Linked DNA regions of Mus musculus: region 1 is linked to region 2. The links are chromatin contacts, called in public Hi-C maps. All regions are on one chromosome and are shown on one strand. Each heading gives the region's core, a stretch centred on a gene start, on an enhancer-like site or on the middle of the called end of the contact. The rest is flanking DNA. Distances are from core to core; before and after follow the strand shown. Region 1 holds the start of Pilrb2 (paired immunoglobin-like type 2 receptor beta 2). Region 2 overlaps Zcwpw1 (zinc finger, CW type with PWWP domain 1).

What was found. Hi-C and Micro-C count contacts between places; a contact is called where the count stands out from the background.
Region 1: a Hi-C map of bone marrow-derived macrophages shows a contact between it and region 2, with 79 read pairs. The contact joins the promoter of Pilrb2 here to the enhancer-like site in region 2. A contact is called at or near these places in 12 of 39 promoter capture datasets (the 3T3-L1 cell line, 3T3-L1-derived adipocytes, the C10 cell line and 6 more), 1 of 15 datasets of contacts at CTCF or cohesin (CD8 T cells), 4 of 484 Hi-C or Micro-C datasets (the CH12 cell line, bone marrow-derived macrophages, female germline stem cell-derived STRA8 germ cells and 1 more), 3 of 115 datasets of contacts at active chromatin or transcription factors (the HPC-7 cell line and bone marrow-derived macrophages) and 3 of 9 other capture datasets (adipose tissue, liver and pancreatic islet).

Annotation. Positions count from the first base shown.
Region 1 is chr5:137,869,989-137,873,377 of GRCm38.p6, forward strand. It overlaps Pilrb2 (paired immunoglobin-like type 2 receptor beta 2), which reads right to left and starts at 1,770. Exons shown (of 5, transcript NM_001384202.1): 1 at 1,581-1,770; 2 at 877-1,263. The coding sequence starts at 1,665.
Region 2 is chr5:137,815,861-137,819,043 of GRCm38.p6, forward strand. Zcwpw1 (zinc finger, CW type with PWWP domain 1) reads left to right here. Exons shown (of 17, transcript NM_001005426.2): 12 at 1,033-1,116; 13 at 1,598-1,664; 14 at 1,938-2,032; 15 at 3,104-3,164. Among named protein-coding and RNA genes, the nearest start is that of Pilra, 19 kb to the right of the region's middle. Within about 2 kb of position 1,786, at least 22 of the 459 cell types and tissues checked have an H3K27ac peak or open chromatin away from gene starts, as enhancers often do. A contact at or near this core is called in CD8 T cells and bone marrow-derived macrophages, where this site is marked.

The DNA.
Region 1 (3,389 bases), core at 520-3,019, 54 kb after region 2:
CCTGACATAAAATAAGGAAAGAAAGGAAGAAAAAAGAAAGAAAGAAAGAAAGAAGGAAAGGAAGAAGGAAAAAAGAAAGAAGTAGGTATGTTAAAAGAAAAATAGGGAGCCATAGAGCAAGGTCATAAGAAACAATGCAGCAACACAGATTCCCTGCTCCTGTAGGGACCTGTGCAGGAACACACAGTGACCACCCTGGGCCTCAGGGCTCCCGTGTCCAGGGGACTGCAGTTGCTACTGCATCAGAGGGGCTGGAGAGATCAGAAGACAGAGCAGCCACATCCTGAAAATAGGGAAAATTTCTTTTTCATTTTCTAATGGCTGAAGATCCTGAGGAGAGAATACAGATGTGTCCTGGGGAGCTATGAGGGGAAATGAAGGACTGTGGTGGCATGTGGCAGTTATAAGTATACCTGAGGATACCAGAACATGCAATGGTCCCCACTATATGTTCTTTTATAGTTTCTGAGCTGAGGTTGGAGTTGTGTGGAGATGCTGCATAGAGGGATCAATTGGAGTCCTTATGTAGGGCCAAGAGAGTCAGCTACATTCTGGAGAAGTTTATTCAGCTTGAAGTCATGTGTGAAAGCTGGCAGGAGAGTAGTCAGATTTCGAACAATAAGGGAGTGAGCAGGAGGGAAGGACAGATGCTAAAGCTTAGAGTCAGGTGTGGTTCTGTGTCTGCAGAGAATGACAAAACCATAGCAGAGGTAGCAGAGAAGGCTAGTCACAACTACAAGGGAAGTGCTGTTGGCAGAGGTATGGGCAGTTCCAAGGGAAATGAATATGAAAGGAAGCTCAGAGTTATGAAGCCTGAGGTGACAGGCACAGGACAAGGAAGCCACAGACATCAAAGCCCGAGCCAAGGTGACTCACCTTGTGTCAGGGTGAGTTGGGTTCCAGGAAGTGACTGCCAAAACTTTATGCCTTCTGTTGTTTGCAGAAAAACTCTGCAGAAGTACCAGGTCTGGTCAGACTCCTTAAAGTTCAGGATTCTGAGGACTCCAGATGTCTGACCCTGTGTCCAGTTCAGGATGAGCCGGCCCTTGAAGTGCTCATGTATGAAAGGCATGGAGGAGTTGTAGATGAAGTGCCCAAAGAAATCCTTCCATCTCCAGGCTATGCTCATCTGTGGATCCTTGGCTAACTTCCAGGGGAAGTAGAAGGAGAAGGGGATGTCGATGGAGCCACCCTGGACTCCAGAGCAGCGTTCAGGTTGGTTGACCCCAAAGTCATTTCCTCCGTTTGATCTTGCTGAATTTCCTGGGAAGGATGGGGAGACTCTGAAGCCACTGCAGGGGACAGTGACAGGAAACATAGAAAGGACAACACAGAACATTCTGAGACTTCTTGCACAGGCAGGGGTGAGACACAAGGCAGGACTGTCCCCAAAGCTAGTGGGACAGGAAAGACAGTGAAGGGTTGGGTTGGGCTCCCTCTGCAATGTCAACTGACTCTTGGGGCAGAGAGTCCTGGCTGGCTCCTCTAGCAGACACCTGTCCACATGACTCCCTACTCTTCCCAGCCCCATTGTCCCCTCCTGAGGTTAAGTCCCTGCTAGTGAGGTCGCTACCACTCACCAGCATGCAGACAGGCTGATGAGAGCAGAAGCAGGATCTGAGCCATGGCTGGAGTCTCTCCAGGAAGCGAGATCAGCAAAGCCATCAGGAAGGCAAGGATGCTCTGTCTAGGGACACTGGGGTGCTCAGGAGTCCAGAGAGAACCAGGGTAAAGCGAGACAGATCCCCAGGCCTTCTCATGTGGAGGACTGAGTTGGGGCAGGACCTTTCCATCTCCACCTCCTTGTGGCCAGCAACTTCCTTTATTGATCTGGCTTCTTCTTTTCCCATGTTGCAGAAGATCCGCCCTGTGGTCACTGACAACATAACTGGACTTTGGCCCAGCCCCCATTGTTGGCTTGGAGACATGGCTTTGTCCTCAGGAGGCAGGGCTCTCCTCTCTTCCACCTTCATCTTCTATCTTATCTACTGTTTTCCATTTCCTAAGTGGCTTGTAATCTCTGTTTCCCTTCCTCTATTTTTCTTCTAGTCTTTCCTTCCCCCTACTTAATCTCTTTCTCATTATGTCTCCCACCATGCTGGTTGTCACATTTCTCTCTAATTATCTCACCTAATGAAGTTGTCAGTTTCTAAATCACCTCAGACACAATGAGGAAGGTGTAATCAGGAAACACAGTAAGTCCCAGGCCCTAGCACAATAACCCCCTTACCCTGCTCTTCCTTCCCCCTCTCTGTCCCCATCGCAACTTGCTCTTTCTTGCCTTTCAGGGAGCCTTCCCAGTGCCCAGGCAGAATCAAGGCTTTGAGGATCCCCTCCACCTTGCCCTGATCTCTGTGGTAGAGCCTCCAACTTCCTTTGGCTTCCTGGACAGTGACTCTAAAGCTACTCCAGTTTCTAAAGGAGCCTTCCTGCCTCTCCTCCTCCTACCATAACACTCACTCAGGAGAGGATAACAAGGATCAGAGAAGTCAAGGCACATGTCATACAACAGCCACGTGGCTCATTGACTGGACTTTAGTCACATTGAGTTCTTGGAGTCTTCCATTCCACACAGAGACTTCAGTTTGCCTGCTCAGTGCAGCCTCTGAGGAGGCTCTTTCCACAAAGCTCTTGAGTGACTTCCTCTAGTTATGGCCACAGGAGAACCTTCTTTGGACTAAGTGGGCAAACACAGCTCTGAGCAGCCATGTGTCATTCATGATGTAAGGCCTGGGACATGGCTGACAGTGGACACAGCTGGCCTGTGACTTGGGTTGAAAGGTTGGGGCAGAGGCTGTGGTGACCTCAGGGCTGGTTCTAAGGAGGTTCAAACTACCCTTCCTCAGGACATGGTGCCATCAGCTTCCTGAAGGGCACAAACACATGATGGTGTCAGAGGAAGTGGCATCAATCTCCCTGAGTGACATGTGCAGAGACCTCTTCCCATTTCCTTAGGTTCCCTGGCACTGATCGCCTTGTTCCTGCTTCCCTGCAGCTGGCTTTGCAGCCTGCCCTCTTTCATGTCTGCTTCTCTGACTCCCTTTACAGTCCCCATGGTCCTCAGATACCTTGTTCTGATCCAGACACAAACTGTCATGTCCTGACAGTTTGTATTCATCTGTATTCATAGTACCCTTGGAGACACTGAGGCACAGAGCCTATGGGATGAGTTGGCTCCAGATGGAAGGTTAGTCAGATCAGGGACTAGGTGTGTGTGTGTGTGTGTGTGTGTGTGTGTGTGTGTGTGTGTGTTTAAATTCTATCTCAAGAAGCCCAAAGTGGTCCTAAAACTTAGTATATAGCCAGAGATGACCACGAAGGACTAGCGAACCTCCTGCCTGGTGCTCCCATGAGCAGAGATTCCAAGTGTGCAGAGATTCCAGGCTAGC
Region 2 (3,183 bases), core at 536-3,035:
GGCCTCTTGGTCCACATAATCCTTTGCTGTGGAGGGCTGTTCTGCATGCAGTTGTTAGCACCTGGGCACCGCAGTATCTTCTACTTTGTGTCTTGTCTTCTTCTAGTGTGATAGCCAAATGATTGTCCCCAAACATTGTCTTCTGGGAGACAAAGTCTTCCCTAGTTGAGAAGCAAAGTGGTTAGCTAAATCGTACTTCCTCCCTATATTCATTTTGGGTTTAACTAGCCTCAAAGTGAGCAGAGGTCCCCCAGCCCAACGAGATGGTCTTTGGAATTACGGAGTTGGGAGAAGAAATGTTTGTCATGGGCCTTCTATTCAATTGAATATTAAACTGCCAGGATTAGAGAAACCTGCGAGGGCCTGAAAGGGGAGTCACCTGAACGTCCATCTTCTTTCCCATCAAATCCCTGTGTGAGTCACTGTAGAGAGGGCCCAAAAATGCCATTGGGAAGGAGAGCCCCAAAAGATTGAGAACAGAGTATTGTGTCAGTACCAGGATCTGAAACACCTGTAGCTAATATAATGTCTAAGTCAGGTGTGATGATATACATCTATAATTTAGCACTCAGGAAGCTGAGGCAGGAGGATGCTTTGAGTTTGAGGCCAATAGGCTGTAAGTGAGTGCTAGGCCAGACTGAGCTGTAGCTCAGTGTGATTCTGCCTCAAAAACCAAAAATGTCTGGGGGGGGGTAGTGATATGTTGGGATCATGTGTCTAATATTATTATTGATTATTTTTTCTTTAAAAAAGATTTATTTTATTTTTAATTGTGGGTATGAGCACATGTATGCAGGAACCTACAGAGACTCAGAACTTCAGCTCCCTGAAGCTGGAACTCCTGTGGTAATGAGCTGTTTGGTGTGGATGCTGAGAACCTAGCTTGGGTCCTCTGGAAGAGTGGTCCTTAACTGCTGAGCCAGCTCTCTAGCTCCATATTGACTAATGAAAAAAATTATTAGTCATTTGAAGGTTTCTGTATTGACTATTTTTAAAGGCATATTTATCATCAAGCCTAACCTTCTGTTTTAGAAAAAATGCAAGAACAAGAACTCTAATCAGAAGCTGGAGGCAGCCATAGCGATGGCTCACAGGGCAGAACAGACCAGTATTCAGGTGGGACAATGCTCAGCTCACACCTGCCGGCCCCATTCAGTCCAAAGGCAGCCCACACCTGCAGACTCACTGCAGGGAGCTGGAGGCCTGCCTTCCCTATTGCAGCTTAGATCTCACCCTTTCCTTCCTGGCCTGGTCTCCCTGATGCCTAAGGCATCCACTCCTTTCCCTGCCCTTGGACACTTGGTGTCTTCTCTCAGCCCAAACATAGTTTTTACCCTCAAATTCCTCTGGAAGGAGCAGGGTGGGGTAGAGAGTGACATGTGAGTTTCTCTTTCCTAGTCATTTGTTCCATCATGAATCAACTAGAAAAGAGATTATAATTAATCTCCTTTAAAGGTTCAGATAAAGCTTATGTGATATTTCAAATGATAATGGTTTGGAAAATGAATGCAGCCTTTGTCATAACTAGAATCTAGAAGACAGGGCAAAGCTGTGCCTGACAGGGAGTAGGTGACACTGTTGTCTCTTGATTCCCTAGGAGCGGGTTAACTTGTTTGGTTTCTGGAGTCGATACAATGGAGCTGACATCAGTGAGGAAGGGGAAGGTAGGAAGAGGGATGGAGGGTAGAGAGGCCCCTGCCCCAGGATCCAAGCCTGCACTCTCTGCCCCTGTCCAGATTCTCTTGTGACAGTGACCCAGAGAGATGGGGGAGGGGATGATAAGACAGGGTGTGTGTGAGTCATGATCTGTAGGACCATGGTGACGTGGGACTCTCCCCAGGACTTAGAAGACAGGATATGAAAATGGATTTCCTGAGATCAGCTCAATTCAATAATGTATCTTGGACACCCAGTCTTCCTTCTTTTCCCTTTTCTAGATTTGACTCTCTGTGAGTCCAACAACCCTGAGTCTTGTCTGGAGAAGGAAGAGAAGGACTTAGAGGAGGAGAAGGAGGAGGAAGAAGAGAAGAAAGTAAATCGTAGAGAGAGTTCTTGTGACTTCAGAATTCCTGTAGGGGTGTGGTTGGCATAGATTCATGGTCCCTGTGAACCATCGAGCCTTGGGGCCCTGGCTGGCTGGCTCACTCTCAAGATCTCCAGGAAAGAAGGCTTTCCATCCTCCCTGTGGGACTTTCTAAGCTCTATAGGAATTTCCTTGATTGCAGTTTCAGTTTGTGCTGTGTTTCCCTTGGTCTTTATATAATTCCAGGAAACCCTCAGTTGCTTTTTCCACTCCTTTCTCTGGTGTGGAAACTTCAGATGTCACCCATTTTCTTGGCATCACCTTGAAACAATAATTTTCATGTTCTTGTTTAGTTTACCTTTTTCTTTTTTGTGAAAAAATTATTACCCCATTTACTTACTTGGGCATGGGAACACAGGCCAGAGAGCAAGCTGAGGGAGTTGGTTCTCTTTCCACCATGTTGTCCCTCCAGGTGAACTCGGGTTGTCAGGCTTGGAGCCGCTGCGCCATCTCATAGTCTCTAAGTTACCTCCCCCTGCCTTAGCTTCTTTTTAAGCATTCAATCCTTGCATTGACTGGTACTAAGTAGGATGGTAGGGTGACCACATATTTTTTTTCTCTGCTGCTGAACCAGGTTGCAGTCAAACCTAGTTTAACTTTCTGAGGCCCACCCATTATTCTCTAGCACCCCTTCTAAAAAGAGAATATGTGTGCTAGTGCACTCCTGTGCAGGTGTGCATGCATATGTGTGCAAATGCACATGAGGTCAAAGGTTGTTCTCAGGTATTCTTCAGGTGCCACCCCCATGTTTTTTTTTTTTTTTTTTGTTTTTTTTTGAGGTAGGTTTGTAGCTTGACCACTCAGATAGGCTGGTTAACAAGCCCCAAGAATGTACCTGTTTCCACACCTCCAGCGCTGGATCACAAGTGTGCTCCATCACACCCAGCCTTTCATGTAGGTTCTGGAGAGTGAACTCAGGGCCTCATGTTTGCATGGGGATCACATGACTAAAGTGCCTCCTGGTTTCTAGAAAGAGTTTTGTAATTCAATTTGCTTTTTTCTGTTCTTTCTCTATTGAAGGATCCAACTTTGCCTAGACCCAAGCCAGCTAAAATGCAGACAAAAAAGCCCAAGTCAAGAGGTAAGCAAGACAGCTGGAA